Regions from separate parts of the Sus scrofa genome. Here region 1 is linked to region 2. A link is a contact called in public promoter capture Hi-C data. All regions are on one chromosome and are shown on one strand. Each heading gives the region's core, a stretch centred on a gene start, on an enhancer-like site or on the middle of the called end of the contact. The rest is flanking DNA. Distances are from core to core; before and after follow the strand shown.

The links. Promoter capture Hi-C pulls out the DNA fragments that hold promoters and counts their contacts.
Region 1: a promoter capture Hi-C map of fetal skeletal muscle shows a contact between it and region 2, with 2.7 times the contacts expected there. The contact joins the promoter of DPCD here to the enhancer-like site in region 2. A contact is called at or near these places in 1 of 5 promoter capture datasets (fetal skeletal muscle), 5 of 47 Hi-C or Micro-C datasets (embryonic fibroblasts, fetal liver, liver and 2 more) and 1 of 2 datasets of contacts at active chromatin or transcription factors (skeletal muscle).

The regions. Positions count from the first base shown.
Region 1 is chr14:112,615,026-112,620,196 of Sscrofa11.1, forward strand. DPCD (protein DPCD) reads left to right here and starts at 2,313. Exons shown (of 6, transcript XM_001926725.4): 1 at 2,313-2,461. The coding sequence starts at 2,398. It overlaps POLL (DNA polymerase lambda), which reads right to left and starts at 2,323. Exons shown (of 9, transcript XM_005671395.3): 1 at 2,240-2,323; 2 at 1,281-1,421; 3 at 90-384. The coding sequence starts at 1,395.
Region 2 is chr14:112,346,519-112,351,596 of Sscrofa11.1, forward strand. No RefSeq gene overlaps it. Among named protein-coding and RNA genes, the nearest start is that of BTRC, 50 kb to the right of the region's middle. Within about 2 kb of position 3,038, at least 8 of the 83 cell types and tissues checked have an H3K27ac peak or open chromatin away from gene starts, as enhancers often do. A contact at or near this core is called in fetal skeletal muscle and skeletal muscle, where this site is marked.

The DNA.
Region 1 (5,171 bases), core at 1,063-3,562, 270 kb after region 2:
TTTTAATGTGTCCAATTAAGACAATAAGTTATTTTTAATAACTTAAGAGTGCTCAAGAAAACATTGAGAAAAGACTAGGACTAGCCCACCTCTCGGGGATGAAGATGCTGAATCCTGCCGTGTCCACCAGCCTTCTCTCCTGCAGGCACAAGCTCAACCAGGCAGACTTCACCAGCTGAGCACCTGGGGGCAGCCTGGGCAGTCTAAGGAGGCGCAGGGCTCGCTCACAGTCCATGCCTTCATCCACCACAATGTGAGTGACCCCCGGGGCCTGGGCAGGGCATAGCTGGCCACCATGCTGGACAATCTGCTTCTCAAAGAGTTCTGCTCGGGCTCGCCCAATGCCAGTGGGCACAACATGTGCCCGCACGGAGCTCAGCCACTCTGTGGAGGGGACATCCAGATGCCTACTGTCATACTTTAGGACATGATCCAAATGAACTCTTCACAGTCCCTTTCCCCTAATCGTTTTCCTCCAACCAGACAGCCCGCCACAAGCATACATTAATTTCCTCATGGGCCATTACTCGGTGGAAGGGGCAAGGATTTTGATATGTCCTATTCTCTGATGTAACCTGACACAGTGTCTGGTGCATTGTAGGTACCCTATATCACTGCATTTGATCATTTACTCTTTCAACAAATATTAGGATTTCCTGTTGTGGCTCAGTGGTAACAAACCCACCTAGTATCCATGAGGATGCAGGTTCAATCCCTAGGCTTGCTCAGTGGGTTAAGGATCTGGCATTGCTCTGAGCTGTGGCATAGGCCAGCAGGTGTAGTTCCAATTTGACTCCTGGCCTGGGAACTTCCATACGCTGCATGTGTGGCTCGCAAAAAAAAAAAAAAAAAAAAAAAAATTAGTAGGCACCTGTTATGTATCATGCATGGCAAATCTCTTGCCATTATAAGCCTCACAGTCTAATAATTCCTCTCCCCCAACCCAGGCCACCAGGTAAGCTTTTGCTATCTAGTTGCCAATTTAGCCACAAAATAACTAAATTGTTTGGATCCCCTCCTCTGGCCAGCAGACAATCTCACAAAGAGCACAGGATTCTGCTGGGTCATTTCCTTAGGGACCAGGAAGAATTCTTCTGATTGATGGAGGTCTCAACAAGTTGCCTGTCAAAGACTGGGAACCAAGCCTAGTGTAAGGCAGGTACAAACCAACCCGCAGGCTCTGGGACGGCAGAGTCAGCTGTAATATCTGATTCTGGACATGAACTATGTAGAAGCTTGAGGCTCAAGTACATGAGGGTTCTGAGGGTGGGTCCACTCACCTCCTGCTTCTTCTCCATCTTCCCTCTTGGGAATCTTTGCAAGTGCTTTTGATGATGGACTGGTATGAATTTTCCTCCGCTTGGGAAATGCCTTCAAGATGCCCCTGGGGTCCATTGAGATATGACTGGATCCTGGTCTTTCTGTTGGAGGGTTGATCAGGGCAGCTGTCATGTGGAAACGCAGAAGTGAGGCTCCACAACCTCTCTGACTGTGAAGGTGGGGTGTGTACTGACTAGGCCTTGGGGGCAGTAGCCTAGTTCCCAAGAGTCTCCCAAAAACCTAAGTGAACTTGGGTGGTTTAGCCTAGCTCTACACTCACTAGCTTTTCAAAGTCAGAGCACTGGGGGAAATGAGGGGAAGAGTGGAACTCTTGGAAGAGCTTTTGAGGGGCGCCAAACAATATCATTTCTCAGGGGGTTGCTCTGAAGATTCAGTGTGCAGCGTCTGCTCTTGCTGCTTCCCACTTCCAAAGGGCTTTACCAAAACGGATGCCAGGCTAGGAATGGACCACATCTTTAGTAAGGTCTTGGACTCCCAAGAGGAGTGAGGACTGGGGAGAACCTGCATATAATCTTTATACCCATCACAGACCCACAGACGAAAAACCGGGGTTGGGGTGGCAGGCGGAGGTTAGAGAGGCTGGTGGGGGAACGCTCTGCACCTGCCCTGGTCTCCGACCAGACCTCTCGGCACGGGGGCGCACAGGCCCGCAGCTGCGGGGAGATGAACGACTGTAGCAGGTGTGGGGCGCCTTCTGGGACAGGGGCACTCTAGGCCTCACAGCTGGGGGTGGTGAAGACGCCAGCAGGTGTGGGGCACAGCTCCGTACGCAGCTGGCGCGCGCCAGGGACTCCCGACTGCGGGCCGGGGTGGGGTTCCATTTCCTGGATTCAGTCCAGGATGGGGTCAACTTGGGGCCTGATGGATCACAGGTGGTGGGCATGAGTAAACTACTCACCAGAGCAGCCAATGAGAGCGGATGAAGGGCGCGGGGGTTGGGGGACGGGAGGGGGAGGAAAAAGCAAACGCCCGGAACGTCTTCCGGGGTAGCCGGAAGTGGCCTTAGGCGGAACGTTGCCATGACAGCGGCTAGGCACGCGGCCGGGCGGAGGGAAGATGGCGGTGACCGGCTGGCTGGAGAGTCTCCGAGCGGCCGAGAAGACGGCGCTGTTGCAGGACGGTAACTCGAGGTCCCTCGCGAGCTCCCTTGTCCTTTCCCACAGGGTCTGTGCTTGTGCCTCCGGGAAGGCAGAGCTAGAAGGTCGTGGCCGCCAGCCAGGCCAGGTCCTGCCGAGGAAACTGAGGCCCAGAGAGATGACGTGACTGGGACGCGCGTCTCTGGACACCCCTGGTTTCCTCTACACCACCCTCCTCCGCTCTGAGTTCTGTTACTAGTAATAATAATTTCGTTCACGTTCGTTGTCATTTGCTCTTCACCGCCGTCCGGGGAGGCTGTTAAATTTTCACCCCATTACAGAAGAGGAAACTGAAATCGAAGATTTTAGACCAGCCCAAGTTCCCTCAGTTAGTCAGTGGTACAAGACGGCATCTTGACGTGGGATTCCATGAACCTCAATGTGGAGGTTCTATTGCTGAAAGCAGTCTAGTGTCAGAGAGGCAGTACACCTGGGCTCTAGTTAACGACTCTAGACTCCGTTAATTTAGTGGGCTCTCTTGTCGACCTCTTTACTTGTTTGAACCTACTTTCTTCATCTGTAAAATGAGGTGGTGGATTACCTCTGTTACTTCTGAGGTCCTTTACAGCTGTAATATCATGTTTATAAGTGAGCCTCTAAATTGGTCCCTGGATCTTTAAGGGAGACAAAGTAAGCCCCCACCCTCACTCCGGGGCTGGACTTGGAAGAGGTGGGCACAGGGGTATGGAGTCCTGACTTTCTTTCTCCCATCTTAGGACTGACCAGTGCTTTAGGGTTCCTTCCTGGACCCTCTTGACAGCCAGAATGAATTAGGTCTGAGTTCTTGTAGCTTTCAGGAAACCAGCAGGAACTGACATCCACAGGCAGAGACCAGTGAGGAAAGTGTGGCAACTGAAATCAGCTGGTCATTTGCTCATTGGTTCAGGCAGCATTTTAGGGATGCTTTTACTGTGTGTCAAGTGGTGTACTAGAGCAGATAGAAAAAAAAAGGCATGTTGTCCCAGGAGTTCACCGAGTGGTCAGGAAAAAGAAATGTAAATAAATGTGTGTGTGTGTTAAACAGAGATTGGACTCTTCGTAAAATTCTCTGAGCGCACAGAGGTGAAAGTGATTATCTCTTTGAAGGAAAGCCTGACAGAAGAGCTGATGTTTATGGGTCCTAACAGATGAATAGGTGTTTTCTCATAGAGAAAAAGGGATAGTTATCCCAAGAAGAAGGATGCATGTGTGAAGGCACGAGGTGTGAAAGTATATGGCTGATTACTAGGGGCCTAATAAATGTTTAGTGAGACTGAGGCATTCACCTGGTCTGTCATAATATCCCCTACACTGTGTCAGGTGTTAGGTGCTAGGACGCAAGCGTGAATAAAAGGTCTCTTTTTTCAAGGAGCATTGAGGGGAAATGGTGGAGAATGAAGAAAGATGGCAGGTGAATTGGGGTATGTGATGATCGATCTGCTATGCCAAACTAAAGATTCTGCACGTTATCTCATAGGACAGTGGTTTTGGTTTTTATTGTAAGAAGTACATAATATAAATTGGCCATCTTAACCATTTTTAAGCCTACAGTTCTGTGGCATTAAGTAGATTTACATTGTTGTGCCCCCATCACCACCATACAGCTCTAAACCTTTTCCATTTTCTTCAGCTGAAACTCTTTGCCCACTAAACACTAACTCCCTGGTCTCACTATCCTCAGCCTCTAGCAATCATCGTTCTACTTTCCATCTTTATGAATTTGATTGTAGCAAGAACCTCATAAGTGGAGTCATACAATATTTGTCCTTATGTGACTGGCTTATTTCATTCAGCGTAATGTCTTCAGGGTTCATCCATGGTGTCAGTTGTGTCAAAATTTCCTCCCTTTTTAAAGCTGAGTAATATTCTTCCATTGTATGTATATCCCACGTTTTGTTTATCCGTTGGTCTGTTGATGGACATTTGGGTTGCTTCCACTCTTTTAATTGTGAATAATTACTGCTGTGAACAAGGGTGTACAAAAATCTATCTGAGTCCCTGCTTGGTCAAAGGGCAGTATTTAAACAAATATTTCATCAGCTAGGATTTTGTTAAGTTATTTTTTGTTAGTAACATCACAAACCAACATTGTTAGTTTTTTTCCCCCCAAACCAAAAACCGCAAAAAAGAAAACAAAAAACCCCCTAAATATGTGGAAGTGTCTTGTCAAACCCCTCCTGTAGATTTACCCTCCTAATGTGTATGTGGGTGGCTACTGTCTTCCCATCAAGCATCACTTCTATTGGTAATGAGAACCCAATACACTTTTTCGTGAATAATCTATGTTCATTGTGGAAATATAAAAAAAAGTCACCCGTAATCCTACCACCCAGAGATAATCACAGTTGACATTTCTGCACAGAAACTTATATTTTTCCACGCATACACACTCAAACATATCTATTTTTTCTTTCACCAAAATACCATATTAATAGACTTAAAAATTTTTATATTCACATACATATATACATGTAGAATAAATATATTTTAGGATAAAGTGTAGATAAATATTATACGATTTTGGATAATAAGGGAGATACATGAAAAGTGTGTGGCCCATAGTAAGTACCGTAGCCTGCCTGCACTTATGATTGGACTCCAGGGAAAAAGAGGGTCAGCCAGACACCCTCAGCACCTTGGACCCCATTCCTGACAGGACAACTTCTTCTAGCTCTATGAGCCAAAAAAATTATTAAAGGTGGTGTAACCTAGGGT
Region 2 (5,078 bases), core at 1,788-4,287:
GCAAGTGAGGGGCATCAGAAGACCAGGGAGGTGGGAGGTGGGAATGGGAAGGAGTAAGGGGATGCCTGGAGGCCTAGAATAAGGAATCCTCCAGTATCTGAGTGCCCCTGTCCTCATTTCAGTCATGGGCAGGGCCTCATCTGAATTCTAATTAGAGTCTATGTGGTTGACAGCTGCAGCATGAATCATTTTTGTTTCTTGGAAGAAGAGCTCCTCGTGAGGCACCCCGTGACTGAAGGACTGGTATTAAGGTGAGTATAACCAGGCTCAGAATGCTCCCTGAAGGGGCAGGGGCTCCTTCTGAGCTCAGAGCAGAAACAACAGCTGCCTTATTCCATCCACATCATTGAGAGCTGGACCAGTCCTCCCCTAGATTCCGAAGCCCCCCTTCTCCTCTGCCACATTGTTCTGCTGTTACATCATCAGCTTGGGGGGAACAGGACAGGTGCTGGATAGATCATGGCCATCCCTTCTGCTGCGCCACACACATCCCAGGCACTTCCAGATAGTATCTGGATGCTCCCGTCCAGCTGTAGGACGGGAGTATTCTGTGGTAACTGGACTCCCTCTGTGACCTCCATCAGCATCGTCCCTCTCCCCTCTGCATTACAATCACTCTGACAGCCCTGTGTGGACAGACGAGGTTCTCAGCTATCAGGGAGCCAGGCCACCCTACCTACCTGTACCTCCTCCTCATCTCTGCCCTCAGAAAAACCGCAGGAACTCTTATCTCACTCTCCGTTCCCCAAATCTGTTCCTGGATTTGTCTTCCTTTCCTCGTGACTCATTTGACAAATGGACCCTGAGATTCTAGTCTCACTGCTAGTCTAAGAACCCTTGAGCAGGTTGGTGACGAGAACATGAGCATGTGCATGCACCTGTGCTCACTTGGTCATTGCACACCCAGGACACAGGGGACATCATTCATGGAGCAGGACTTTGTCCCACCCTGCCTTCCAAATTCGGGAATTGAGGAGCTCCCTGGTGGCCTAGTGGTTAAAGATTCAGCATTGTTGGAGTTCCTGTTGTGGCTTAGTGGGTTAAGAACCTGACTAATATCCATAAGGACGTGGGTTTGATCCCTGGTCTTGCTCAGTGGGTTAAGGACACAGCATTGCTGCAAGTTGCAGTGTGAGTCACAGATGCAGCTTGGATCCTGCATTGCTGTGGCTGTGGCATAGGCCAGCAGCCGCAGCTCCGATTAGACCCCTAGCCTGGGAACTTCCATATGCTGCAGGTGCAGCCCTAAAAAAAAAAAGGATGCAGTGTTGTCACTGTTGTGGTGTAGGTTAGATCCCTGGCCCAGGAACTTCTGCATGCCACAGGCATGGCCAGCAAAGAAAAGAAAAATTAGACAAATGACATCCAGAAGGAAAAGGAAGGAGCAGCCAAGGAAGTAACTTCCCACAGCAGGAAAGATGCATCTCGCTCCTCCTGGCCTTATGGAGCTGGGATTCTGGAAAGTCGTTCCTCCAGGATCATCTGTTCAGTAGGCCATCAGAGAGCTCCCAGTGCAATGGGGGTTGTAGGTACTGGAAACAGCCATGAATGATGGCTCAACCATTCATTGTGATTCAGAGCCTGTCCATTCCTTCTCTTTATGTGAGAAGCCAGCTGGAAGTAGGGCTCAAAGGAGAATAGACCTCTGAAAGATAGAAAGCCTGTTTCTTGGGGGCAGAGGAAGCCATTAAGAGCTGGAAGTTGGAGGTCTGGCTGGAGAAGCCAGGCTTCACAGAGCAGCATTTCCAGCCTTAGCAACAAAGCCAGTGTTAGCTGTGTGACTATGCTGAGAGTCACCCAAACCCTCTAGAATTTAGATCCCTCATTGATTAAAAAGAAAAAATTAGGAGTTCCCGTCGTGGCACAGTGGTTAACCAATCCAACTAGGAACCACGAGGTTGCAGGTTCGATCCCTGGCCTCGATCAGTGGGTTAAGGATCTGGCATTGCAGTGAGCTGTGGTGGCGGCTCAGATCTGGCGTTGCTGTGGTTGTGATGTAGGCCGACAGCTATAGCTCCGATTCGACCCCTAGCCTGGGAACCTCCGTATGCCGCAGATGTGGCCCTAGAAAGACAAAAAAAGACAAAAAAAAAAAAATTTAAAGTCTTTTTCAGTTTTAATTTCTGTGATTCTAAACTGGTGAGTGAACGAGTGAATATGTTTGGAAAGCCCAACTTGAAATGAAGGAAGAAATTTCACAGCCGAAGGTTCAGAGTCTTCCAAGAGGTAATTGTAGGGCCAGTGGGGTCTGAAATTGCTCAGAGAACTCTTTGGAGGCTGAGAACCTGCTGGGGCCAGGACAAGTACAGAGCAAGAAAGCAGCTCAGACTGGGGCAGAGGGAAGGCAGAGAGAGATCCAGAAAGCAGTGCTCCCTGAATTGTCTCAAGCTCAGTCTTTGTTTAGAATCTAGCTGCTATAGCCCAGAAATCTTGGGGAGAAAATCCAAGGTTTCGATCAGTTCAAATGACAGGAATGTGTGCACTCTTATATTCTCTACTGGGAAGGGAATGGGTTGCTTTGTTTCTCTAGTGTTTCTTGGTGAAGTTTCCTGGTTAAGAAATGTTAGCGTCCCCTCAGCTGTTAGGATGGAGAAGGGATCAGGGCGCCCCTAGTGGCAGAGCCTGGTGGTTAGCGGCAGCAGTACTTCCTCTAGAAGCCCGAGGCTGGAGACCTAGTGAGAGGCAACTGGAGAAAGGCAGTGGGGGGCCCTGCGAGTAATGGAGACACCCGTCCCCCAGTCTTGACTTGGAAGAAACAAGACAGGTGATCAGGGAAGTTTTACAGCAGAAAGCTGCCTTGGAGGCTAATCCCCAGAGGGAAAAGACTAGAAGCCCAGAGCACAGGAAGCTAGAAGCCAGTGAGCAGGGGGAGAGAGGAGGAAAGGGGAGGGAAGATATCCCTTTCCATGGATGTGCCTTGGCCCCTGACCAAGCAAAGAGGGGCAGATTTTCTGTCTTGTCCCAAGCCCCTGCATCTGCCACCTTGTTTATCTCGTGCCTATTTATAGTTGCAGGCTCCAAGCCCAGCATGAGACTCTGCGATTTATATGACTGTAAACCTCCAAAGGGCACCGAAAGCTGGCAGGCCATGGATAAAGACAGGAGCAGGCCTCCCAAGGTCAAAATGGCCACCCTCCCAGCCCTCCTGACCTTACACCCTACTAAAAGGCAAGAGGTCGTAAGACCAGGCTCTGGCGAAGACATGGGCCAAAAGCCATAACCACCTTGTTGCCTCTTCCTGCCCTGAGCTTGTCCAGTTTAGGACTGCCGGAAAGTTAGAGAGGACCTGTTTGGTACTGGTTTTGTTTTCCCTTTGAGAGGGGATGGGGAAACTCAGTGTTGGAAGGTGAATCTTTTTTTTTTTTTTTTTTTTTTTGCCTTTTCTAGGGCCGCTTCCCACAGCATATGGAGGTTCCCAGGCTAGGGGTCTAATCGGAGCTGTAGCCACCAGAGCCACAGCAACAAAGGATCCGAGCCACATCTGCGACCTACACCACAGCTCACGGCAACACCAGATCCTTAACCCACTGAGCAAGGCCAGGGATCGAACCCACAACCTCATGGTTCCTAACCAATATGCCACGACGGGAACTCCGGAAGGTGGATCTTACCAGGGGATAATTGAGTTTGGAGAGAGTGGATGAATCTAGTCTTTTGAGAAGGAGGGGGAAAGGAGCCCTGCAGCCTAACTCCCACCTGTCCATCCTCTTAACAGCAGAGGGGAAGAATAATCATCATGCCTGAAGCACTCCTGGCCCCTGGCTGCCTTCTAGAGGTGACTTTGGAGGCTTGGACCAGCCTGCCTCTCAGTTAGGACAAGAGCCTGGGCCCCCAAACACAATGGGATTCTGATAGAGCAGCTTATTGCCCAAATCCTTCCCTTTATTTTTTTTTTAAGATTTTTATTTGTTTCTGTTATGGTTGATTTACAGCGTTCTGTCAATTTTTGCTCTACTGCAAAGTGACCCAGTCATATATATATTCATATTCTTTTTCTCACATTATCCTCTATCATGTTCCATCACTAGTGACTAGATGTAGTGCCCTGTGCTGTACAGCAGGATCTCATTGCTTATCCACTCCAAATGCAACAGTTTGAATCAACTAACCCCAAACTCCCAGTCCTTCCCACTCCCTCCCCCTCCCTCACTGGCAACCACAAGTCTGTTCTCAAAGTCCATGAGTTTGTTTCTTTTCTGTAGATAGGCTTATTTGTGCCATGTGTTAGATTCCAGATATAAGTGTTATCATATGGTATTTGTCTTTCTCTTTCTGACTTACATAGCATGGGAGTCTCTAGTTCCATTCCCAAATCCTTCCCTTTCCAAGCAACCCCTTCTTAGCCTCTGGCTGACCTCCTACTTCATGTCCCTGTCCACTGCCTCTTACCCTCCAGCTCCTGCATGTGTTCTCACACCATGGCGTCTCCCCCAAACCACCCCACACTGTGCCGGCCATCCCTGCTCCCTCCACTGACTATCCCATCCTCCTCCTGTGCCCTCTCCTTCCAAGCTCTCTGCGCTAGTCCCCACCCCGTGATTTATCACATGAGCAGGAAGGCTGGACATAGCTCAGCTGTGTGTGTGTGTGTGTGTGTGTGTGTGTGTGTGTGTGTGTGTAAGGATGTACTGTGTAAGTGGACAGTCGCAAATCACAGGCCAAGTCACAGAAGAGGAAAAACCCAGAGTGACTTTCTTCTTGACTATTCTGTTATGGTCTCATCAACTTCTGGCCTGCTGGACTAAATCTAGGGCTTTTAGAGAGGAAGTATTTCTCTTTGAGGCCATTGGTCATTTCCGGCCCTCCTTTGGCTCCCCCCTCTCCCCACCATCTTGGGTTTCAGCCCCTTCAGGCCTAGACTGAAGCCTGCTGGGAAGCAGGCAGAGCCGGGGTTAGGGGTTGCCCAGCTGAGCTCAGTCCTCTGGTGGTGGGAGGAGCACTGAAGGACACTGAACCATCAGGCCTCCTGCCTGGGCCTGGCCTTGGTTTTGGCCTCAGAGAGGCATTGGGCTCTGGGTAGAGCAATACTCAAGGGAAAAGAAGGGGCGTGGGCCGATTCTCAAGCCCACTCTTTCCTC